Regions from separate parts of the Mus musculus genome. Here region 2 is linked to region 1. The links are chromatin contacts, called in public HiChIP or PLAC-seq maps. All regions are on one chromosome and are shown on one strand. The core of a region is the stretch at or near the end of the contact, and the rest is flanking DNA. Distances in the headings are between cores, read along the strand shown. Region 1 holds the start of Sapcd2 (suppressor APC domain containing 2). Region 2 overlaps Gm13387 (predicted gene 13387).

Evidence for each region. HiChIP or PLAC-seq counts read pairs in DNA pulled down with a chosen protein or histone mark.
Region 2: a contact with region 1 is called in a FOXA1 HiChIP or PLAC-seq map of pancreatic cancer cells. The contact joins the enhancer-like site here to the promoter of Sapcd2 in region 1. A contact is called at or near these places in 5 of 39 promoter capture datasets (cranial neural crest, embryonic stem cells, liver and 2 more), 4 of 115 datasets of contacts at active chromatin or transcription factors (the SCID.adh cell line, embryonic stem cells, large pre-B cells and 1 more) and 1 of 9 other capture datasets (liver).

What each region holds. Positions count from the first base shown.
Region 1 is chr2:25,370,505-25,375,790 of GRCm38.p6, reverse strand. It overlaps Sapcd2 (suppressor APC domain containing 2), which reads right to left and starts at 3,756. Exons shown (of 7, transcript NM_001081085.2): 1 at 2,793-3,756; 2 at 2,274-2,375; 3 at 727-839; 4 at 1-106. The coding sequence starts at 3,360.
Region 2 is chr2:25,122,354-25,128,261 of GRCm38.p6, reverse strand. Gm13387 (predicted gene 13387) reads left to right here. Exons shown (of 3, transcript NR_166479.1): 3 at 5,531-5,841. Among named protein-coding and RNA genes, the nearest start is that of Gm13387, 20 kb to the left of the region's middle. RefSeq lists an enhancer at 172-3,417. Within about 2 kb of position 1,546, at least 75 of the 459 cell types and tissues checked have an H3K27ac peak or open chromatin away from gene starts, as enhancers often do. A contact at or near this core is called in the SCID.adh cell line, liver, neural stem cells and 1 more, where this site is marked.

The sequences.
Region 1 (5,286 bases), core at 2,507-5,006:
GCACACGCTGCAGCTGCTGCTGGTACCAGTCTCGGCCCCGTGCCATCATCTCCAGGCCCTGCAGAAGCACCTCCTGTTCCTGGTCTAACTCCTTCATCTGCTTCAACTATAACACACACGTGAGCATGGAAATGTACTCATGACAGCAAGCAGACTGGCTCTATGCACACCTGCACATACCTTTGTGCTCCAGGAGCTGCAGGTGTGGGAGCTGAGACCTGTCCACAGGCAGTCTAGCACACAGACACAATGAATGACATCAGCACCTGTGTAGTCTGCCAATGCACCCACGACGGAAAGCACCAGCTTATCCAGGGAAGGTTCCAACGTATGCCTTGGAGAACATAGCCTAGTTTCTCCTCTTTGGATGATGGTGATACTGGAGACTGGCCTCTCAGCCCCTCTACTGAGGCTTCCCAGGGCAGCGGAGTGACTGAACAGACTCAGCACTCTAGCTTAAAGTAATTATACTCTTTGTGCACTAAGCTGGCCTGCAGAGGTGAGCCTACCTGGTAGGCAGAGCAGGGTCCCACACTCTGTCTCCAGGCATCTCTAAGGAGCCTCTTCTCCCTGTGCCTGACTTTGTCTGTCTTCCCTTAAGCCCAAGAAGGGAAAAAGCTGACCAGTTCTCCTACAGGGATTCCCCAAGTAACCAGGCCCATGGGATCTCCCTGGTTTCCAACCTTCTGGATACACAGAGTCCCTCAGAGTCCTGGCCCCTCTTACCAGGCTGCAGTCCACACCATTGGTGATGGTATGCCTTCGACGCTCGCCTCGGGCCCGTGGAGCCTGCCGGGCTTCACCTGTGCCCTTGCCCAGGGTCTTACAGGCTGCTGCACCTGTAACAGACAGTCGGGGACATAGCTTAACTCTGGGCAAGCCTAATGGCCTCATAATCTCATCCTGGCTCCCCAGCCCTTCCAGAATCCTCCAGCTAACTGCGACAGTACAAACCCCAGGGACCAGGCCTGTGCAGGGAACCTCAGTCAGTACTGATTCCTGAGTGTGCTTTTGCTTTCTCTGTTGACTTTGTGCCTAGTTAGGACTTGGAATCCTCTTGCCTGCCCTGAGAGGTTGGGGGTGGGGGTGGGGGAGGCAGGAAGCAGGGGCAGGGAGTCACCCAGTGCCTGACAAAACATATCAGATACATATATCAAGAGTATCAAAGAGGGAAGGGCAAGAGACGAAATGGATAGGCCCTGGTGTGGTGACCCACAGCTTTTGAACTTCCCTTGGGCTCTCCAACCCTATCTGTGGCATCAGGGTCACCCCCGAGGCTAAGCCATCCGAGTGAGTGACAGAGATACAATATTTGGCTCAGATGTGCAAGACAGAGACTCTAGCTCCAAGCAGGCCCCAAAGTTCCTGTCCCATCCTGCTGTGCTGAGTGGTCTGCAGGTTCAGGGTGAGGCAATGAGAGCTACAAAGGAGGCTGCCTCCAGAGGGTGGGGCCAGAGCAGGTACTGGCACTGAGTTCTAGGAAGGACCTGGAACGTTTGCACAGAAAAGAGGCATATACCGTAGAACTGGGCATTTGAGGTCATATGTGCTCATAGGGAGCTAAAGTGGTTCAGCAAGTATACCAACATCCTTATCTGGACCTTGGCTGACCTATAAAAAAGTTAGAGCTAGAGCCTGGCTTTAGGTTTACAGAGCAATGGCTAAATATTGCCCAGTCATGGGCCCTGAGCACATGGCTTTCAGAGGGGTAACTGACTCAGGGCCACACAAGGTAAAACAGATCTGTACCACAGACAAACCCGGACCCTGTCCATTATATACAGTCCCATGCCAGGGCTGACTTCACACTCACAGCCACCAAGATAACCAGCTATGCCTAGAAGCTTCCCCTTCCACAAGAACAGGGAGTCAAGGCTTGAACCGCAAGTAGAGCCCAGTCTCTCTCTGTCTCTGTCCCTCTGTGTACTAAAATGAACTGGCAGCTGCCATGAGTGGGCAGCCCTGACAGGGCAGTGCACAGGATAAATGGGGAACAGGGTTGGAAGAGGGGCTTAGATTCCTGAGAACCTGCCTCCAGGCTCAGGCATAATGCAGGTCCTGTTCTCAAGGCAGACAGGGGGCTATTCAACAGTCTCCTGTCCCAGCCAACTAGACCGGAAGGAGGGAGAGAAGCCTGCTGGATTCCCCAGAGACTTTGGTCTGTGTCTGGCAGTGTATCTGCAGCAGCACAGCACAGCAGGTGCTGTGGGACACACACACACACACACACACACACACACACACACACACACACCATCATACATACACCCAACCTTCTTCAGCACTTGTGCTAGGTGCTCCTGTGCTGCCTCCTCTGCCTCCTGGGTGGAGAAGCAGGCCGGGTTGTCTCTGCAGGGTGTCACACTGAGAAGAGCCTTCAGGACAGGTTAGGGCATGAGAGCATGAGCACTTTTAAGAAGAAACGTTCACAAGCAGCCACGCAGAAATGAAGATGAAGACCCAGATGTCCCCAGGTCTAGAGCAGGTACAGCAGGCTGATGCCTTCTCTCACGGCCACAGACGCTCCAATGCCTAGCTCAGGTTTGAGACAGACTGGGCGTCTCCTGAGTTATCAGTCACTTATCAGCCCTTGGCCCTGGTATCGGGCCTCTGCCCTTACCTCAGCACTTAGGCACAGGCCAAAGCCCCTTTCCACCCAGGTGGCCCCAACCTTCCTTAAGAGGCTGCTCACAGTCGTCCCCATCTCCACCCCTCTGACAAGACCCTGTGGGTCTCCAGTTTCTAGCACAAGTCCCTGGAATTACGAGGTGTGACTAGGGACCCAAACTCACCCAAATCCGCGCTGGGGATTTGCTCCAGCGCCTTGCTCAGGGGCCGCTCGGTCTCTGTGGGGCAGGACGCCGCCTCCACCGGGACACATAACAGCTCAGGGTTCCGGGAGGTGCCACTGGGGCCACCAGAAGCAGGGCACGCACTCAGAGGCAGAGGCTTTCTCTCCAGGACAGTCCGCGGCTCATCGGCCGGTGCGAACATCAGGCGCTGCTGCAGGGACGACTGGTCCCCAGGCCGGGCCGCGACGCGTGCCTGATCCCGCTGGCCGCCGTCGGCTTTCAGCAGCGAGGTGCGCAAGCCCGCTACGAAACGCTCGAAGGTCAGGTAGCCATTGGCCGGGGCCACCTGGCGCAGGCCCTCGAGCACGCCGCACGGCAGCTCGCGTGCGTCTGCACCTTGCCAGCGGGACTCGATCTCCCGCAGGTGCACGTAGCCGCGTTGCCGGTCGTCCAGGATGTCGAAGAGGGTGCGCAGGCTCTGGAGAAAGGCTCGCGGTAGCCCCTCTGTACTAGGAGCGGGCGCAGCGTGCGATAGGCGGCCACGCTCGGCCATCGCTGCCACGGCCATGGGCGCCCAGCTTCCACCCGCGTCGGTCCCCGCAAGACCAGATGGCAGAACCTGCAAGGCGGCGCGCGCTCCCCACGGCGACAATAGCTGCTGTTTTTGAATGAAGAGCTGGTCGCCGCCGCGTCAGCTTTCATTAATATTCTCAGCGGCTATTGGTCGAAACTGGCCCATCTGTTCCGGGATTGGCTCCGCAGCCACCAGTCCCAGTTTGATTTCTCCTGCACTAGGGGCGGGCGCCCACACCATCCGGCCCTTGGGAGACTTAACGAGAAACGGGTAGAACCAGCCAGAGTTCTTACCGCTGCTGCCCACGATCCCCCTGTCTCCACGTCCACCATCCCTCCTGCCTCGGTAGAGCCTTTTCTCTGGTTCATGTGCGCTCCGCCTTCCCAGGCACTTCTCTGAGGGGCGGAGCTTGGGGCCCTTCACGGATCTTGTACCCCAAGTAGCCTCACAAGTAAGGATAGAATGTCTAGCCCCTCCTGCTCACTTCGGTCCTTTACACTGAGGGTCCCCTGGGGCCAGGCGCCGATTGACTCTGGGGCTCCCTTCTCTTGCATTAAGAACGCCCCAAGAGGATTATAGGCTCCAGACAGTTGGGCGCTCTCCTTCACTGAGGCCTCTGTCCCAACAACTGCCAACTCTACCTTTGGTCCTTTGGGACAGTCTGTCTTGTCCTGCCAACTATAGGACAAAGCCAAGTTGTCTTCTGTCCCCAGATGCCCATCCGGTGACCAACTCCATTGGTGCTCTGGTCCTGGGACCCTGCTCTGGCCCTTTTTTTTTTTTTTTTTAGGAGACAGGGTTTCTCTGTGTAGCCCTGGCTGTCCTGGAACTCACTCTGTAGACCAGGCTGGCCTTGAACTCAGAGATCCATCTGCCTCTGCCTCCGGAATGCTGGGATTAAAGGCGTGCACCACCACGCCCGGCTATCTGGCCCTTTTAAGGGACATCTCTAGCTGTCAATCTGGCCCTCACAGCCCTGGCCTAGCTCTGCAGTGGGACCACTCGGCCCTTCTATCTAGGCCTTAGCCTGCTGCAGTCTTAACCCAGAAGCCCGTCTCAGGGCTGGCAGGAGCACCCCCTGGAGACCAGGGAGATCCTTAGGATGCCCCCCCCCTCCGCCAATTCATTTGCCTGTTCTCTATGCCTACACATGCTTACATTCCCAAACTCCTGGGTGTCACTGAGACAAATGTAGCCACTGAGAACAGCCCACCTGTTAACTGCTGCCTGCACTTTCTAAACACAGAGAGACCCTTCTGAATGCCTGCAGACAGACCCTTTAACTCAGAACTTCACTCCAGCTCATCTGGGAAAGCCTCTGGCAATAGGGCACGTGTCTCAAGTTGTGGAAGCAACTTCCCTGCCCAACTTCCCTGGTTCCACCTTTCTAGGAGTTGCTCATTCAAAATTGTTTTTGTTTGATTGTTTGTCTTGAGACAGGTTTTTTGTGACAGCATTTCTCTGTGTAGCCCTGGCTGTCCTGGAACTAACTCTGTAGACCAGACTGGCCTCGAACTCAGAAATCTGCCTGCCTCTGCCCCCCAAGTGCTGGGACTAAAGGTGTACTCTACCACACCCATCTCACCCAAAGTTGTGGCTCATTCATAGTAAGGTATTTTTAGTGGGCCCAGAGTTCCATGGACCTTAGCTACCCTTTTGGGGACAGACCTGGTCAAAGACCCTCTGATGTCTCATATTTTAATTACTTCTTGTCTTGCCTAGTCCTCAGGGTGTCCATCCATGCTCCCTTTCTTCCAGGCCCTGGGCTACATGAAGAGGGCTAACCTCTATTGATTATGTATTGATTGATTGCTATGAACCCTTCAGACTTAGCCCAGGCACCTGTTTCCTCTGCCCCTGCCCCCAAATCTTAAATGTTTTTACCTTACATGTCTGGCTGTAGTGACTGCTTACCATGAA
Region 2 (5,908 bases), core at 297-2,796, 250 kb after region 1:
CTGGCACCCCACCCCCAAGTCTCAGAGAGCCCAAAATAGCAGCCTGGGAAAGGCTTGGCGGCATCTAGCCCAAGGGGTCCGGGCTGGGCTTTCCCTGTGCTGACCCAATGCCTCCATAGCTGGCTCTTATCCAGGGGGCTTGGCCTCACCAGGTCCCATGGGGCACAGAGCGTGGGATGATCTCAGGGCAGGGGGAAGGTATGCATGGTTTGAAGAGAAATACAGAATATGAGGATAGTCTTAGGATCTGCATGCAGGGCTTAGAGGAGGACGGAACGTGATCACCAGGAGATACCTACAGCTTCACACAAGGGCCTTCTGGGTCACAGATCCTCCAGAAGCTGCAGGATCCAGGGAAACTAGGGATGTGCAGCACCCCATACACACATCATGTTAGGATCAGGCCCACTCAGAGTCCCCTAAGGCCCCTCCCTCCCCTGGGCCTGACCTGGCTTCATCAGAGACAGGGGAGCCAAGGACTGGGCTATTCTCTTCCGACTGTGGGTTCAGACTCTCTGCCAAGTGGCTCGGGGAGAAGGAAGTCTGAGTGAGATGGTGAGGGGCAGTGGGTGAAGGGTCTGGGGCTTCCCACAACTTCAACTGCATTGTTAGTGTCCTAGCGATGTTCCAGATGGTCAGTCTTCCCTAAGCCCGGCTCTTAATGGGACCCAAACCCCCTGACTGGGAGGCTTGTCTCAGGGTGGGCTGTGCTTCTTAAGTGTGGAGGCTCAAGCCTCATCTGTTAGGTAGATGGGCTGACCAGGAGCATTCTGGGAGCTAGAGGTGCACGGTTATGCTTTCTATATGGGGTCACTAGGCTAGTTTATATATGCCAGGCAGGCTCTCCCCACGCACCTAGGCTGCCCTCTAGTGGCCAGGTGGCCTGGTGTGCAGCCAGCACTCCTAGGTTCGAAGTCCCATTATCCACAGTGTGGATCTGTAGAGGCAGTGGGGTGTTTTGGAAGAGGTTTGTTTGTTTGTTTGTTTTATTTTCATAGCCTACCTGGGCAGGGGCTAGGGCAAGAGAGACGCCGTCCCACTCCTATTTAGCTACTGTCAGCTGCCCTTGCTGGGTGAGGGGAGGCAGCAGAACCCAGAGCCACCTCCTCCAGGAAGGGCCCTGGCTTTGGCCTAGCTTGAGCTTCAGGGATCTTTGTGGCCTATTATTTTGGTCAGACCAGCCTAGGATGGGTCTCTGGCCATTTCTGCTGAATCTTCTCTGAGATCATGATAGACCAGTGCATGGGTGACCTGGCAAGCCCAGGCTCTCAGTGAAGATCCCTGCCTGTCCAGTACAAAGGCTTGGATACGGTTCCACAGGAGGGAGAGGTCAGGACTAGGCTGAAAACAGATGGAGGTAATAGGACCCCTTTCCTGACCCTCTGCTGCCCAGGTGGGACACTCAGAGCTGTACAGCCAGCTGGGTCAGAGTAGCCGGGAGGGAACCTCAGGAAAACAATCAAGAAATCCAGAGGGGCTAGGGTTGTGGCTTCTGGAAGTATAAGTTTCCCCTGCTCCCCCACTCCCCTGAACTGCAGGAGGGCTGGGCAGGTGCCCAGGCTGGCTTAGGACCAGACTGCATGGCTGGCCTAGGACCCCAGTGCCAGCCCGTACTCCTACCTCTGTGCTGGCCTGAAGCCAAACACTTTTTTTTTTTTTTTTTTTTTTTTTGCAAAGCTATCTTTTTACCTTGATAAGCTGTTTTAAAAATGTAAATAAAATAACTCGGCAGACAAAAGCAGGCATTGATTCTGCCCAGAGCCAGCCGCTGCCCTCGACATGAAATATCGCAGCACATTGAGTCGTGAGTCCTTGCTAATCCAGGCAGACAAGCTTGAATGAGGCCCCTTTGGACGGGCGCGGTGGTGGGCAGTGGAGCATGCACCGCCTGCTGGGCGGCCCTGTCCTGGACAATGGCTTTTCTTCCCAGAAGGGGCCTGTGCAGGACAAGAGCCCCCTTTGTGTAGAATGTCTGCCTTGGAGAGCAAGAGAGGCACATTCAGCAGCCCCAGACACTCTTTGAAAAGCTTCAGTGTAACAGAAGACGCTGAAACACTAGCTTGCCTTCTGCCTCGCAGCACTCTCTCCAGGCACAGCCGCCATTCAGCCTTAAGAACGGGCGGGGGGTGTGGGGGGGGGCATGTCAATGCCCAACCCCACATTGTTCCTGGCTGTGTGGCCATCTTGGTTTCTCCGTGCCCCTCAATAGTTTTGAGAGGCAGGTGTGACAGGAAATGAAGCTATGTGAGTCGTGGTACTGCTGACACATGGCCTTCTCCCAGGGCCAACCAAGGTCTACGGGGCTTAGGTGGCTGGCTTCTGGTGACAAATACCTAAATCACAGCTGTAGGAGTGGAGGCCTCCAGAGCACTGTTCTGTCCCTAACGAGTGCTCATCTTTGACTCTCAATGGCAACAGGGTGGAAGTCATGATGCTGGAATGAGTGATGGCCTCATTGAGTTCAGCAGGCATGTGTGGGCCAGAGTCCACTTGAGGCATCCTCTAGCCATGAGCTGGGGTCTGTATCTCTTAGGCTGCATGACAGAACTCTAGTTGTGCAGTGACTGGAAGCCCCTCCTTCTCCAGGCACCTCATGCAGATCTGGTCACAGCCTGGGCCTCCTAGCTGGGTCTGGGACTCTGAATACAGAACTTTAGGACTAGACTCTTACAACCTTCTGGGCCTGCACCAAAGATGTCAGTGCTAGCAAAGTTAACCCAGAAACTATAATGCCAACAGCACACAAGTTCTCCTCCGGAGACTCCTGCCCTAGGGTATCCGGGCAGCACAGGCTGAGCGGTCTCAGCCATTTAAGTGTTTCTGTCTGGGGTGCCTGCCTACATACTCAGCAAACAGACAGATTGATCAACTGACAAATGGACAAAGGGCAGGAGAGTGGCCTGCCAGCTTAGGGATGTTTGCCACGTGCTACACAGTCTTGCTGGAGCTCATCGGCAAGATTGGCCCGCCAGAGCTGAGAGGGGCTAGGAGGCAATCTCAGAAGGGCTCCTCTGGGCATGCAATGAACAGAGTTCTGGGGAGTGACATTGGGGTGGGATCTACACTTTGATACCTTTTCTCAGATAAAGTACTATGAGGGGCTTCTGAGCCCAGTCTCTGAGGCCCTAACTCTGGAAGGCCCACAGCCCCATACAGCCCTATATGGGACTACAAACAGCCTCTTTCTGGCTTCTGCCTGTCCTACTGAACACACACACCAAGAGGCAGAAAAAGTGTCCCAGCCCCCTTTCCTGAAGGCTATGAGAGGCATGGAGAGTCCTCTTGGTGGGCTGACAGGAGCTCCAGAGTGTGACCCCAACAGCCTTGGGGAGCTCTCTGGGAGGACGTTGACTACATGGTCTGCAGATGTGCATGACTGCCCAAAACCCAGCTTCCAGTGAGACACTGTCCAGAGCCCATGAGGATGTGGGACTTAGCTCGGGGAGAGGCTTGGAGCTCGGGGCAGGCCTGGGCTGAGGGTTCAGATCCTCTGGCCTGGGCCAGTAGATAGAATGTGGGAAGGTAAGTAGGCTACACAGCCCTCAGGATGCTGAGAGTCAAGCTCACAGGCAGAGGGACTTGTAGGTATTGTCTACCTTAGAGGACAGTGGAGTGCTGGTTAGCCTGGCAAGGGGTTCAGAACACTAGGGAATGGCAAGGGAGTGACTCACTTCCCCTCCTGTCCTGACTGTAAGTGTGGCTGTGGCTTCAGCCAACACTTCGGCTCCCAGGCTACAGAAGCCTCGAGGGAGCCCCTGGCTACCAGTCCTGCCTACTCTAAGTCATATCCAACCATCTGGCCAGAGGCTCATCAGTGTAGCCAACCCTGCCAGGCTTCCTCCTGGAGCTGAAGAGTCACAAAACCTGATTGTCACTTTGTCCCCCTCCTCAGAGGCCCCTCCCAATCTTCCCCACCTGCACAGAGGTTTTAAAACTTTATCTATTCAGAAGGTAATTGTCACTATTCAGCCACCACCCGTGACTTTTCATGCTGCTCCTCTGAGCCCCAAGGTCCTGGGCCCTGGCCATTGTTCACACACATTGTTCCCATAAAGATAGGAGCTTGGTCTAAGGTAGACAAAGGGCTGAACTTGTCTGAGGGGCAGTGATAGATAGCCACAGAGTTATAAATCACTATGTGCCAGCCATACCTGGATCCACAATACCCAGACTGATAAAGGGAGAGTAAACAGAGCTACCAGAACCTGAGTTGAAACCGCCTGTCACTGACCCAAATCCCTACCTGTAGATCTGAGAATTGAGAATAATTAGGCCACTGGCTTCCATTTGCATAGAAGAACCAAGCAGCAATGTAAAGCAGCTGCCAGTGTGGTCCTATACAGTAGGGTCTATGTAGTCAGCTGGTGTTGTACAGACATCTTGGTTGTACCTTTATCACTGTGGACACCCACTGCCAAGATTACTTTGAGCCGTGGCAGCTTCTGGTAGATCATCCCACAGAATTGCAAGATATGTGGATGTAGACATATTTACCGACACAGAACTGACCACACCCTACCAGAAACCCAAGGCAGCTCCACAGGATATAAGGAGGGAAGGGTGTCTCTGAGTGCCTCAGAACTTGCCGGTCAGACCCAGGGAGGGTGTCAGTGCTTCCAAGACAGGAGCAGCAGCTACTTGTTCTGAGGTCTGAGACCAGCAGCAGGGACCTGCATGCTGCAACCCAGCTCTGCCAGAGCGGGTGTGGCTTCACCTTCTAGGGAGGGAGGACCGAGGGGCAAGGTAAGCAACAGCTACTACCTTCTTGCTTATGAGAAGGAAAAGCTCAGAGAGAGATTGCTCTGGGCTGGCCTGTCAGGTTGGCCTTGCATATGTGTTCAATTCTACCTGCACACCCAACACATTGATGCTGAATGTACCAAGAACAAAGCCCATGCCTAGGCACTGGGCATACGTCTGGGTAAATTCGTTTCAAACCCCAGCTACACATAGGGGATAGTTTGCAGAAGACACACGGTTTTTGGTCTTACCTAATGCAGAGGTAAACTGTTCCTTCAGCTGTACCTTGGGCTTTTATCCATACACCACCTTAGAGGATGGTGGGACAGCCATTCAGGGCCCTGGGCTGCAGAGAGCAAGGGGTCTCTATATCCCTACTGCAGGCCAAGGTAAATCCCTACTATGGGGAGCTATTAGCCCATGGGTAAGTTACTCAGGACACAGGGAGGGGAGAAGCTGGAGAAAGGCCACTCTAATACCCAGAACAGAAACAGCTTAACATGGTTCCTAAAACTGCTGTGAAGGACACATGCCTCCTCCTGGCTCAGAAGTCTCCTTACTCTGTTCTAATGAGGCACTACATAGTCTCTGGTGGATTTCCCAGAGCCCCACTGGCAGCCAAGTCTAGGCCAAAAACTTGCCCTGAGCCAATGATTGCAGTAGAGGGCTCCCGGGTGGAGATAAATATCAAAGAGACACCTTGAATGGTACCCGGGCCTTGTGCCACTGTCTAGCTTCCCAGGGTCACTCACTGCCTCTCTCACATTTCTGATCTCTGACTGCCTTTCAGGACTTGGCAAAGCCTGGAATTCTTACCTGGAAAAGCATTTCTTCATCTGGATTTCTGATGCCACCTACCTCCATGAAATGCCTTCTGTAAGAAAAGCCTCATTGTGTCCACAAGCTGGAGCTGAACACTTAGGGGCAAGTCAGGGAAGCTGTCACCAGTGCAGAAGCCACATGATATCTGCTATGGCAAAGGTAGTCCTCAGTGCCCAAGGTGGGGACAATGCTTTCAAAGGAACTCCAAGAGTACCCATAAGGCTTTAATGTAGCTTTAACATCGCAGCGATCTTGACAATAAAACAGACTTTAGGGACACCCGTGCTCCAACATTAACACTTACCAATGGCTGCTGAATACCAGGAAAGAGAATCTGACAAGATAA